3 separate regions of the Sus scrofa genome follow, and regions 1 and 3 are each linked to region 2. A link is a contact called in public HiChIP or PLAC-seq data. All regions are on one chromosome and are shown on one strand. Each heading gives the region's core, a stretch centred on a gene start, on an enhancer-like site or on the middle of the called end of the contact. The rest is flanking DNA. Distances are from core to core; before and after follow the strand shown.

Region 1 (3,911 bases), core at 468-2,967, 180 kb before region 2:
TTAGAGTTTTTTCAAGTTTCCAATTTAAATAGGCATGAAATATTATTATTAATATTATTATTATTATCTCTTGGCTATCTTATTTTTTCAAATGCTTAATTACTAGCAAAGTTGAACATGTTTTCAACTGTTGGTTTTTCCTCTATCTTGTGTTCTTGATGTTCTCTAACCATCTGTTCACTGAAGACTTGGGAATTATAAATGCAGTATGTGCTTCCCTTCTGGTCTAATGCCACCCCCAGCTCAGAAATGAGATATTTTCTAATTATAGGGTGATAACCCTACAGTAGAAGTGTACCTAACAAAAGTAGGTAGAAGGAATTTTATGGCAAACCAGAATCTCAAGTCTGTTTGGTAAACCTGTATCTTCATACAAATATGTCTAATCCTGCTACAGTACTCCTGAATGTGGGAATGTATCTTCCTCTCGCCTGCCTTTCACACACTGGCTGGAAAAACTGTTCAACCCAGTTTCCTGTTGTGTTAGAGGTCTAAAATTAAATCTTTGTAACCCAGGAGTTCCCCTCCTGGCTCAGCAAAAACTAATCTGACTAGCATCCATGAGGGCCCAGGTTTGATCCCTGGCCTCGCTCAGTGGGTTAAGGATCCAGCGTTGCCGCTTAGTTGTGGCTTAGGTGGCAATGAGGCTCAGATCTGGAGTTGCAGCTGTGGTGTAGGCCGGCGGCTGCAGCTCTGATTCTGGCCCTAGCCTGGGAACCTCCATGTGCCTCAGGCGCGGCCCTAAAAAGACAAAAACCAGGGAGTTCCCGTCGTGGCGCAGTGGTTAACGAATCCGACTAGGAACCATGAGGTTGCGGGTTCGGTCCCTGCCCTTGCTCAGTGGGTTAACGATCCGGCGTTGCCGTGAGCTGTGGTGTAGGTCGCAGACGCGGCTCGGATCCAGCGTTGCTGTGGCTCTGGCGTAGGCCGGTGGCTACAGCTCCGATTCAACCCCTGGCCTGGGAACCTCCATATGCCGCGGGAGCGGCCCAAGAAATAGCAACAACAACAACAAAAAAGACAAAAAAAAAAAAAAAAAAAAAAAAAAACCAGAACCAAAAGAACAAAAAAACCTTTGTAACTCAGCACAGCCTGCGCAGAGCAAGACCCCATACCTAGTGGCCCTTGGGTGTGCAGAGGGCATTGCGGGAGCACCGAGATGCCTATAGGGCATCCCTGCCTAGTGTCAACGCAGGAGCGCCTGGACCCCGCCCCTCAGCTGCCAGCTCTCGGCGCCCAACAGGTCCTCTTCTCATTTTTCCCTCAAGTCGGGGCCACGCCCCTCAGCCCACTTCAGGCCCCTTTCCCTGTATCAGTGGGGTGTCTCCTTTTTCGGCCTTTCCCTTTCGGCCAGGCCCTTCACTGCGCTTGGGTCCCATTCTGCGAAATGCCGCCACCACTACGACCCTACCACCTTCCGCTTCTCTCCAAATTAATCTTTCCAAACTCGGCCTGCGTGGGCTCCGCTGGAATGTCCTTGTCCCTCGTAGTTTCAGTGTAGCCGCCCCAATCAGCTCTCGGCCACCCTTTACCCCATTCCCTGGAGAAGAGGGTAGGTTTCACACATTTCTGGACCGCGGAGGGGGTTGGGTGAACCTTTGAAGCCCATTTTACGACAACGTGCGGCTGGGCGGCGCGGCTGACGGCAACGCCGCGCGCTTCTTGGAGAGGTCACTCCGGAGACGGCGTTGGTTTTGGGGTGTGGGGTCGGTGGCACTATGTGGCGCGTGTGTGCGCGACGGGCCCAGAATGCAGCCCCAAGGGCAGGATTCGGGGCACGGTGGACGGCTTTGCGGGAGGAGCCAGGAGCTCCGTGCGCGGCCCCTCGGGCTGGCTCTGTTCCGGCTCGTTGCAGCAGCACGACTAGAGGGTATGGCAGGAGCCGGGCACTCTGCGGCTGGAGCGCCAGCTCGTGGGCCACACCTCAGAATCGTATCCTACTGCAGCTTTGGGGGTCTCCTAACCGCCGCTGGTATAGCCTCCCCCCGCATCAGAAGGTGAGCCCCAGACATGTTCTTCGCGGGACCCCGTTGTCCTTCATGCAGACTTGTTGGCTTCGGGTACTTTCTCAGAGGCCTCAGTGATCCCCCCTCCCCCCTGTCCCTTAGTATACTGTTTCTCACGGTCCTTTCTCCAGTACCCAGCTTTGCTGTAGCTCTGAAACGTCGCTCTCCTAATCTATTCCATTGATGGAAGAGCTCCAGGCTTCCCTCTCCTGACATGTTACTTTGAAAGAAGAACCCCAAGCCCGGGGCTCTGTGTGGAATGTCTGCTGAGTGTGTGCTCTGTTAGATTCACTTAGGACTGTGGAGCGGGAAATCTGTTACTGGAGAGCTGGTGACTGGAATTCTCTTTATATCCCTAGTACTGAGTGTGTGATGGGATTCGGACTTTGCGTTAAATTAAATTGAATTCATTGGAACGTTAAACCAGTTTGAGAGTTGGGTAGCTCTTTTTAAATTCAATGTTGCTCCTTTTTCTCTTCCAGGTTCCATTGCCTTCTCTTTCCCCCACAATGCAGGCAGGGACCATAGCCCGTTGGGAAAAAAAGGAAGGGGACAAAATCAATGAGGGTGAACTAATTGCAGAGGTAAGTTGTTTTAAAATATGCAAATTAGGAGCTGGCTTAGCTAAACTGAGCATTAATTTTCAGAGTGGGTCGTGTCATCCCTTTTGCTTAAGAGACTGAAATTTTTTTTACAACTTTATTAGAGAAGATTGGTTGCTTGAGTTAGCAGCCGCTAGCCACACTAATTTGCAGCTAAGATGTTTTTAATAGTAATTCATCTCTTTCAAAAATTTTTTAAAATTATAGTTTATTTAAATAATTCCTTGTTTCAAACCTGTGATGGAGGCTTTGTTTTCACATGATTGTTAAACTATATGATTTGATTTTATTCTTTTTTTAATGGCTGCTCCTGAGCTAGGGATTGAGCCTGTGCCTCTGCAGCCACCAAAGCCACTGCCGTCGGATTCCTTCTTTTTCTTTTTCTTTTTTTTTCTTTTTGTCTTTAGGGCCACACTTGTGGCATATGGAGGTTCCCAGGCTAGGGGTTGAATTGGAACTGTAGCCACTGGCCTACATCACAGCCACAGCAACGCCAGATATGAACTGTGTCTGTGACTGTAGCCACTGGCCTACACCACAGCTCGCAGCAACTGGATCCTTAATCCACTGAGCTAGGCCAGGGATCAAACCTGCATCCTCATGGATACTAGTCAGATTTGTTTCCACTGAGCCACGAGGAAACTTCTGCAGTCACATTTTCTTAATCCACTGTGCCACAGCAGGAATTCCTGAACTATATGATTTTAAGCAAGCTTCATACTGACAGCACAAACCTGAGCTCCTGCTTTTGTGTTAAAAGGTTGAAACTGATAAAGCTACTGTTGGATTTGAGAGCCTGGAGGAGTGTTACATGGCAAAGATACTTGTTGCTGAGGGTACCAGAGATGTTCCAGTTGGAGCAATCATTTGTATAACTGTTGAAAAGTGAGTAGTAATTTTCAATTTAGTAATTTGTGGTAATTTGTGAAACTTAGATGATTGCTGGAACATTTTATCCCAGAATTGAGAAATTAAAGGCTTCTGAGACAACTAAATCTGCTTTATAACCTCCTTATACTTACGCATTATTTCACTTTCTTAGGCCTGAAGACATTGAGGCCTTTAAAAATTATACATTGGATTCTTCGGCGGCACCTGCCCCACAAGCAGCCCCAGCCCCGACTCCTGCAGCTGCTGCTCCAGCACCCACACCTTCTGCTCAGGCTCCTGGTAGCTCATATCCCACTCACATGCAGGTGAGGCTCAGCCTCTGGTGTTTGCTCTAGAAAATTTGTGATTAATTCAGTATTTTTCATAGATGACTCTAACATCCTGAAACTGGCATTAAACATGGCTAGTTTTT
Region 2 (3,667 bases), core at 154-2,653:
CAGTGTGACTGAGGGTAAATTTGGTGAGTGCCTTTATATAGAATCGACTTTAATAAAATAGAGCAAAAATTCTGCAAATGCAATGATTTTTATTAAAGCAAACAGCAATTTCTCCAAAATTATACCCTTTTAAAATTTTATTTTGATTCTTTAAATCGTTTTTGAAACAAGTGAGGCATTTGTGTAATCGTTAGAGTATCTATGATGTAGTCAGTGCCTGGGGGAACACTGTTTACATTATAAGTGATCTTGGGTAAGTAATTCATTTATAGTAGGCCTGTATTTTCTTATCTGTGAGAGGACTGAGTTAGATTTTGGGTCTCTACCTCAAAAATCTCTGGTTTGGAGTTCCCATCGTGGCACAGCGGAAATGAATCTGACTAGGAACCATGAGGTTGCGGTTCGATCCCTGGCCTCCCTCAATGGGTTAAGGATCTGGCATTGCCGTGAACTGTGGTGTAGGCCATAGATATGGCTTGGATGCTGTGTTGCTGTGGCTGTGGCATAGGCCCTTGGCAACAGCTCTGATTAGACCCCTAGCCTGGGAACCTCCATGTGCCGCAGGTGCGGCCCTAAAAAAAGGACAAAAGACAAAAAACAAAACAAAACAAAACTCTGGTTTATAATTATTCAAAGTTCTTTTACAGTCCAGTGGAGGAGAGGAGAAAAAACTTGAAAATGTGTGAGGAATATTTGCTACATAACATATTAATAATAACGATAATGCAGAATGAACAACATATATAGCTGGAGACAGGAGACATTTGAGAGAAATCATTGGGGCTTATATTTCTGCCATGCCCATGATTTTATCTATTTCCAGTGCCTGGAACATGCCAGCAACATAGTACACACTCGGTAACTAATGAAAGGATGAAGGGAGGCAAGAGATGACATGGTGCATGCTGGCAACTCTAAGTAGTTTGATCACTCCTTAGGAGTAGATGTGAGGAAACAAGATCCTATCACTCCGAGGTGTCTGCGGTGAACAGAAAATTGCTAATGTGTGTATGTTCATGGGTGCATGTGCTTACACTGTGGCAACCAAGTGATAAATGGGTCCATGCAGGAATGTGGACGATAAGGACAGCTTGAGAACTCCCCTTTGTTCCAAACAGTCCAAAGGTAATATCGGTTCTGAAGACCACGTGGTCCTACACGTGCCCTCAAATTTCTCCGCCTTTTAAGCTATAAGTAGACTGGTCCTGGGACTCATCTCATCCTGCCACTGGAGGTTTACACCGTAACCCTGGGCTTTCCAGAAGCGAGTGGGAAGGGCGGCTCAATGAAGTCCCTCCCTGATTCAAAGTAGGCCCACGCGCACCCTAACTGCACGACGTGGCCTCAGGTTTAGCGGACAGAAAAATGAAGGCCACCAGACCCCATCTACTCTAAGGCACGCCCAGCTCTGTGAGCTCTTGCTCTCCCGAGATAACGGAAAGCCCGGTGCGGCCTCCAAGCCGGCAGAGGGAGCTCAGCCGCAGGGCGCTTCCGGGGCGCCTGCCGCACTGCGCAGCCGCGGAGGGAGGCCCCGCCCATTCCCCCAGGCAGGCGGCGGCCCCGGGGCAGGAGGCTCGGCCTTGCCTCGCGGGCGGAATGAGGAGCGACGCTGACTCAGGCCCCCACCGGCGGGCGCGAGTGTCCCGCCTCGCGTCCTTCAGCGCGTCCCATCGGCTCCACAGGTGGGTGTGCCCACGGTGAGAGTAGCGAGGGCGGGGCCTTCGAGGCCTGGGCCTAGGAGGGCCTGGCGCCCGGACGTCGGGGGTCGGCCGGGGTACCCTACGTTGAATAGGCGGGGCGCGCGGCGGGGCGGGGGCGCGCGGCGGCGGGGCGGGGGGGCGCGCGGCGGGGGCGGGGGCGCGCGGCGGGGCGGGGGCGCGCGGCGGGGCGGGGGCGCGCGGCGGGGCGGGGGCGCTGGGTGCCTTCTTAGGGCCGCCGGGCCTCGTCGACCACCTAAGAGCCGTGATAGCGAGTTGACCAGGCTCCAGAGGGGCTGTGCAGTGACTGCGGAGGGCGACGGCCCAGGGTACGCAGCCCGGAGGGTCCTCTCGCTGGCTCTGCGACCTGAACGTACTTCTTGGTCCCTCGGATTGCTCTAATTTAGCTTAGAGGGTCGCTGTGACCTTCAAAGGAGTTGAGCTCGCCCACGTTACGCGGTACCCGGCACATCGTAAACACTCAGTTCATGTTAGCTGCTGTTATGTCAGGAGCATTGGCAAGCAGCACAGTTGGGATTGAACCCAGAGTACTCAGACTGCTGGGTCGAATTGAAGAGTTGATTTTGAGGGGATATTTGCCACTTAGTAGAAGGCTCCACTCTCTGAGCATCTGTTTCCTCCTCTGTGAAACCAGGATAATAATTTCTACCTAAGAGGATTGATGCATTCATTCACAGGACAGGTATTTTTTGTCAGGTCTTGGGCTAGGTAACAGGCATGCAGCAGTGATCAAGACCTGTCTTAGCCTTACTTCTGGAATGTACAAACTGGCCAATTTTTTGGAGGGTAGAGTGAGGTAATTTTGTGCAGAAGCTTTGTGAATTGTGGCACGTGGAATGTAAGAAGTGGGTGAGCAGGAGAGAATGAGGAAAGTAATAGTGTCTCACAGAGAAAGGGGTTATTTAATAGGAAGCTCAAACATGTGAGGGTTGTAGAGCCTCCTTGCAGATGCACTGTTGATTGGACAGGTATAAATATAAAAATCCGTTGAGAAAATTGTTCTCTGTTTAGAACATACGCTGAGTATCGTAATTTTATTTTATTTTTATTATTATTATTTTTGTCTTTAGGGCCACACCTGTGGCATTTGGAGGTTCCCAGGCCTAGGGGTCAAATCAGAGCCGTAGCTGCTGGCCTACACCACAGCCACAGCAATGCCAGATCTGAGCCGCATCTCAACCTACAGCACAGCTCATGGCACTGCCACATCCTTAACCCACTGAGCCCTAGGCCAGGGATTGAACCTGTGTCCTCATGGATGCTAGTCAGATTCATTTCCCTGAGCCACGATGGGAACTCCTCCATGAGTATTGTAATTTTAAAGTTTCACCTAACTCGAATACTCCTCAATGTACAGGTGAAGTTATCAATATTAGGCAATAGTTGAGGGATAATAAAAACGTTTTAAAGGAAAGGTCAGAGATTGTTTTTTGGGAGGAATGAGATTTTAAGCCAGTTGAAAACAAACTTTTTTTTTTTTTTTTTAAATAATTACCATGTGCTTTTGCTTCATTCAGTCGGTGCCTAGTAATATAGTAAATGTTGAGTCGAAAAATGCAAGGGCCTTGAGCAGATTAGTTATTGAAATCTTGCTGTGGATCAAGGATGTTGAATTTATTTTTGCTAATTTGTATGGTATAGTAGTCTAATTAGGGGACATACTCTGGTTCCTGACATAAAATTAAGTAATCAAGTCAAATTGTAACTCTCCATTTGGTGAGCTAAAGAATAATAAATTGTGAAAATTTTCAAAGGCTAGAGCAGACGATAAGTGTAGAGAACAGAGAAGGTGTCTGAAATGTGTCATGTTGACTTTTTTTTTTTTTAAATTAGCAAATCTCTCAGTAATGAAGAAAACTTGAAACTCTTTGGGAAATGCAACAATCCAAATGGCCATGGGCACAATTATAAAGGTGAGAGAAAAACGGGTGAAATTTTCAACAATGATG
Region 3 (3,814 bases), core at 443-2,942, 140 kb before region 2:
TAGCAGGAAATGGTTAATTTTGAGATCTCCAAAATGTGTCAGATATGAATTTCCCATTCTTACTCCTTTAACACAATCGTCCACACTACATTTAATTTCTTTTTTTCTTTTTTTTGGTCTTTTTTAGGACCACACCCATGGCTTATGGAAGTTCCCAGGCTAGGGGTTGAATCAGAGCTGTAGCTGCTGGCCTACACCACAGTCACAGAAATGCTGGATCCTTCACACACTGAGCGAGGCCAGGGTTTGAACCCACGTCCTCATGGATACTAGTTAGGTTCATTACCACTAAGCCACGAAGGGAACTCCTTAATTTCCTTTTAGAGTGGAAGTTTCTCTCAAGTTTTGTGTTGAAGTAGCAATAGCTAAGGGTAAGTCATTCTCTGGTTACTCCAGGACCATCTAATTCAGGATTTCCCTTTCTCTGGGCATCAACTCTACATACCAGGATCCTGGTTTGCAGACAGAGCCATGGTTCTGGGGCCGCACAGAGCTGTTTCCCCTCTTTCAGCTGCTGTTGAATGAACTTCTCATAGCTCTCAGGGTTACTTTCAGCCAGATCATCTAGAAGGTTCCAGAGTTGAGTAACTTGGGTGAGCAGACCTTTTGAGGATTTCTCCATGATTGAGATGAATTAGGCCTCTTAAATCTGTGGAAAGACATTTGAGGGAAAAAAGGTCTACTGATTCATTTATTTTTGGGGGGAGGAGGAATACGTCAGGAATTGTTTTGTTGAAGTTAGCAACTATCCTTAATACCTGTGTCTAAAAGACTGTGGCTCAGCACCATTTTATCTTTTCCTTATTCTCTAATTATCTAGTACCACTTCCTACATTCTCAAGATGTTCCCTCAGATAATAAGGCCTTACCTCTGTCTAGAGCCTCAAAAACCCTAAGGGGACAGAGTAATCTTTTAAAGTTTGGATTTCCTGGAATTTTCTTGTTCCAGTATCCTGGTATTAGCTAAGTGGTGCCTATCCAGTTCCTTTATTTGCTAGAGGTGTGCTGTGGATTGAAGGCTACACAAGACTTCCTCAATCTTTGGTATAATCTAGTAGTTAACAGCATGGACTCTGCAGACAGAATGCATAGAATTCCAGTTTTAGCTCTATCCATCACTTACTAGCTGTGTGATTTGAGCATTTAATTTACATACATGTATCAGTTTATTCCCCTCTAAATGAAGACAATAATACCTATCTCGTAGGGTTATCGTGAGGATTAAGTAAGGTAACACAGAGAGGCTGAACACTTGCTAAGCCTTACATAAGAATAGTAATATTCTCTCCATGACTTGAGGTAACCTTCCTCCCTCCTCCTTCCCCTCAATGGAGACGTGTCCCATAGCATCGACAGAATGAGGAAAAGAGTAAGTTTGGGTTGCCTGAACACTACAGGAAGGTTAGACTAAAAGGGAAATGTAACTGTCTTTCCAGAGGTCGGCAAACCCACCTCCTCTCTTGGTTTCCTGACAAACCGCGACGCCTGTTACCGGGGTAACCATCTTGGTACAACATCTAATTGGGTCCGGGAAGCTCCAGGCAGAAAGTTCTTTTTACACCTAGTTCCGGAATCTTCTCCTTCTGGTGCTGGGCTTGCTTTCTGGCTGAGCCCGACCCACTTCTTTTCCAGGAGGGCGCTCACCTCCCTTTCTGCACCTGTTGACCTCTACAGTGTCCTGGAAACCCTCCTGTGGGAGTCTCTGTGACTCCTGTTGGTGGGAAGAATTTCTTAGGGGCACGACTTCCGGCCTGAAAAGGAAGTCGGCTTCCTTCTCCCCCAGATCCCTTCCTCCCCCTGCCCCCGTCACGCGAGGCTGCGGCGCACGGTATGGGTGTGTTTGTGTGTGTTTCTGTGGGGAGGGTGTTTGGAGGGAAGGTTACCGGGAGCTCCGCGGCCGCTGGGGGGCAGGGGTGCCGGTGACGAAGATGGGGGTATTTTCTGTGTCTTCCACTTGGAAGCCTCAATCCCCTCTTCAGCCACTCTAGGTACTTTTTGGGGCCCAGTCGAGGGGCGTCCCCGGCCAAAGCGTCCCCATCCTTTTGGGAAGGCGGAACCCAACCTCGGGGCCGTCCCAGAGGAGCGTGAGCGGGGAGTGCGCTAGCCAACTTGGCCGTCCGGATTCCGAGCCAGAGCAGCCTCCGGCCTCAGTCCGGAGAAAAATCTGCCTGTCGGCCTGGGCTGGGGAGAGGCGGCGGTGGCGAGGCCCACGGGTGAGGGCGGAATAACCGGTGGGAAGGCTGCGTTTTCACGAAGGACTCGGGTGAAGCTGCAGAGCTGCCTTTGAGCCCTGACTCCTTGGCTTCCTGGGTCGGAGGAGATCTTGTAATGGAGTGGTTCTTCGTCTCACACTAACAAGATGCCTGATTTCCTCAGGATCAAGGGGTGAGTGAGCGGTGGGGTGGTTGCACAAAGCCCTTGCTGGCTACACACGTGAATATCCCTGTCCTCTGTTTTTTGGAGGTTTCTGTCCAAAGTAGAATATAAGATACCCTTGAATGGAGAAATTTAGGGCATCTCGGCATTCGATGTTTTTAGACGTCAATTTTTGTTACTGTTGACATTTGTTTCGCTGACATTCTCAAATCTAGGTATTTACTTAATTGCAGACTAATTTTGGGATTCAAAAACTGGTTTCTAATCTAGACCTCGTTTGCCTTGGAATATGTGGCCTGGGGCAAGTTATAGCTTTAAGAGAATTTCACCTACGAAATAGGAATGAAGATACCTGCCTCATCTAAAACAATTACTTTGAGAATTAAATGATGTTCCTCAAAGCACTTAATTTGTGCAGTTTGAAAGAACTCCAGTGGTCATTACCTCCTTTCGTCCTCACATTGGTGTGGTCAGGTGTTTTCCCCTTTAGTGGTGAAGGAAAAACTATTCTGCACGACCTGTGACTTCAGTGATTTTCCCTTTAACTCATGCTTTATTAAAACACAGTAATAAAAATAAGGTAACATAGTGAATTATTATTAAAAGTTACTTATCGATTCATTTCAGATTGAAGAATGTCCCGAGTTCCCTTGGGGAAAGTCCTCCTGAGGAATGTCATCCGGCACACAGATGCTCACAATAAGGTGAGAGGTCCAACCTTGTGATTCCTCTTGCTTAATGAGGGCATACAGTGTGCCGTAAATTATTTTGGTACAGTTGGGAGATACATGATAAATCAAATAGAATTAGAATATAATTTGATAAGTATAATGGAGACATATACAAAGTGCTTTCATGCACTGAGGAAGGAATAATGAAATCTGCCTTGGGGAATTAGGAAAGGCTTCATAGAATGGGTGGTATTTGAGCTTCTGATATTTGAACTGGTTCTTGATGAGCAGGCTCTAGTGTACCAGGTGGAAAACATTATTCAGGGCAGAGGGAAAGTCATGCACTAGCATATACAAGGAGCGTAAAGAACTTGGGGCAAGAGATTGTATGTATCCAGAGAGAAGAGAAGGGGGACCAGGGGCGGGGGGGGGATGGCAGAAGATGAGGTCTGAGTGGTAAATTACAGTTAGATTTTGGTGCTTAGAGATTAGACTTTTTCCTCGAGGCAGAAAAGAAACCATCACATTTTTTGTGTTTGTTTTAATTTGTTATGAGAATTTTTTTTTAAAATGTCTTTTTCTTTTCTTTTTTTGTGTGTTTTTGCCATTTCTTGGGCCGCTCCCGCCACATATGGAGGTTCCCAGGCTAGGGGTTGAATCGGAGCTGTAGCTGCCTGCCTATGCCAGAGCTACAGCAAAGCGGGATCCAAGCTGTGTCTGCAACCTACACCACAGCTCACGGCAATGCCATATCCTTAACCCACTGA

Evidence for each region. HiChIP or PLAC-seq counts read pairs in DNA pulled down with a chosen protein or histone mark.
Region 1: an H3K27ac HiChIP or PLAC-seq map of alveolar macrophages shows a contact between it and region 2. The contact joins the promoter of DLAT here to the promoter of PTS in region 2. A contact is called at or near these places in 2 of 5 promoter capture datasets (fetal liver and liver) and 1 of 2 datasets of contacts at active chromatin or transcription factors (alveolar macrophages).
Region 3: an H3K27ac HiChIP or PLAC-seq map of alveolar macrophages shows a contact between it and region 2. The contact joins the promoter of C9H11orf57 here to the promoter of PTS in region 2. A contact is called at or near these places in 1 of 5 promoter capture datasets (fetal liver), 4 of 47 Hi-C or Micro-C datasets (embryonic fibroblasts, epiblast stem cells, fetal skeletal muscle and 1 more) and 1 of 2 datasets of contacts at active chromatin or transcription factors (alveolar macrophages).

The regions. Positions count from the first base shown.
Region 1 is chr9:39,736,922-39,740,832 of Sscrofa11.1, forward strand. DLAT (dihydrolipoamide S-acetyltransferase) reads left to right here and starts at 1,718. Exons shown (of 16, transcript NM_213994.1): 1 at 1,718-1,908; 2 at 1,910-1,915; 3 at 1,918-1,997; 4 at 2,489-2,590; 5 at 3,369-3,493; 6 at 3,651-3,804. The coding sequence starts at 1,719.
Region 2 is chr9:39,918,754-39,922,420 of Sscrofa11.1, forward strand. It overlaps PTS (6-pyruvoyl tetrahydrobiopterin synthase), which reads left to right and starts at 1,404. Exons shown (of 6, transcript XM_005667339.3): 1 at 1,404-1,682; 2 at 3,552-3,631. The coding sequence starts at 1,597.
Region 3 is chr9:39,773,887-39,777,700 of Sscrofa11.1, forward strand. C9H11orf57 reads left to right here and starts at 1,693. Exons shown (of 6, transcript XM_021062781.1): 1 at 1,693-1,828; 2 at 3,004-3,080. The coding sequence starts at 3,012. It overlaps PIH1D2 (PIH1 domain-containing protein 2), which reads right to left and starts at 1,591. Exons shown (of 7, transcript XM_021062782.1): 1 at 1,453-1,591; 2 at 446-649. The coding sequence starts at 622.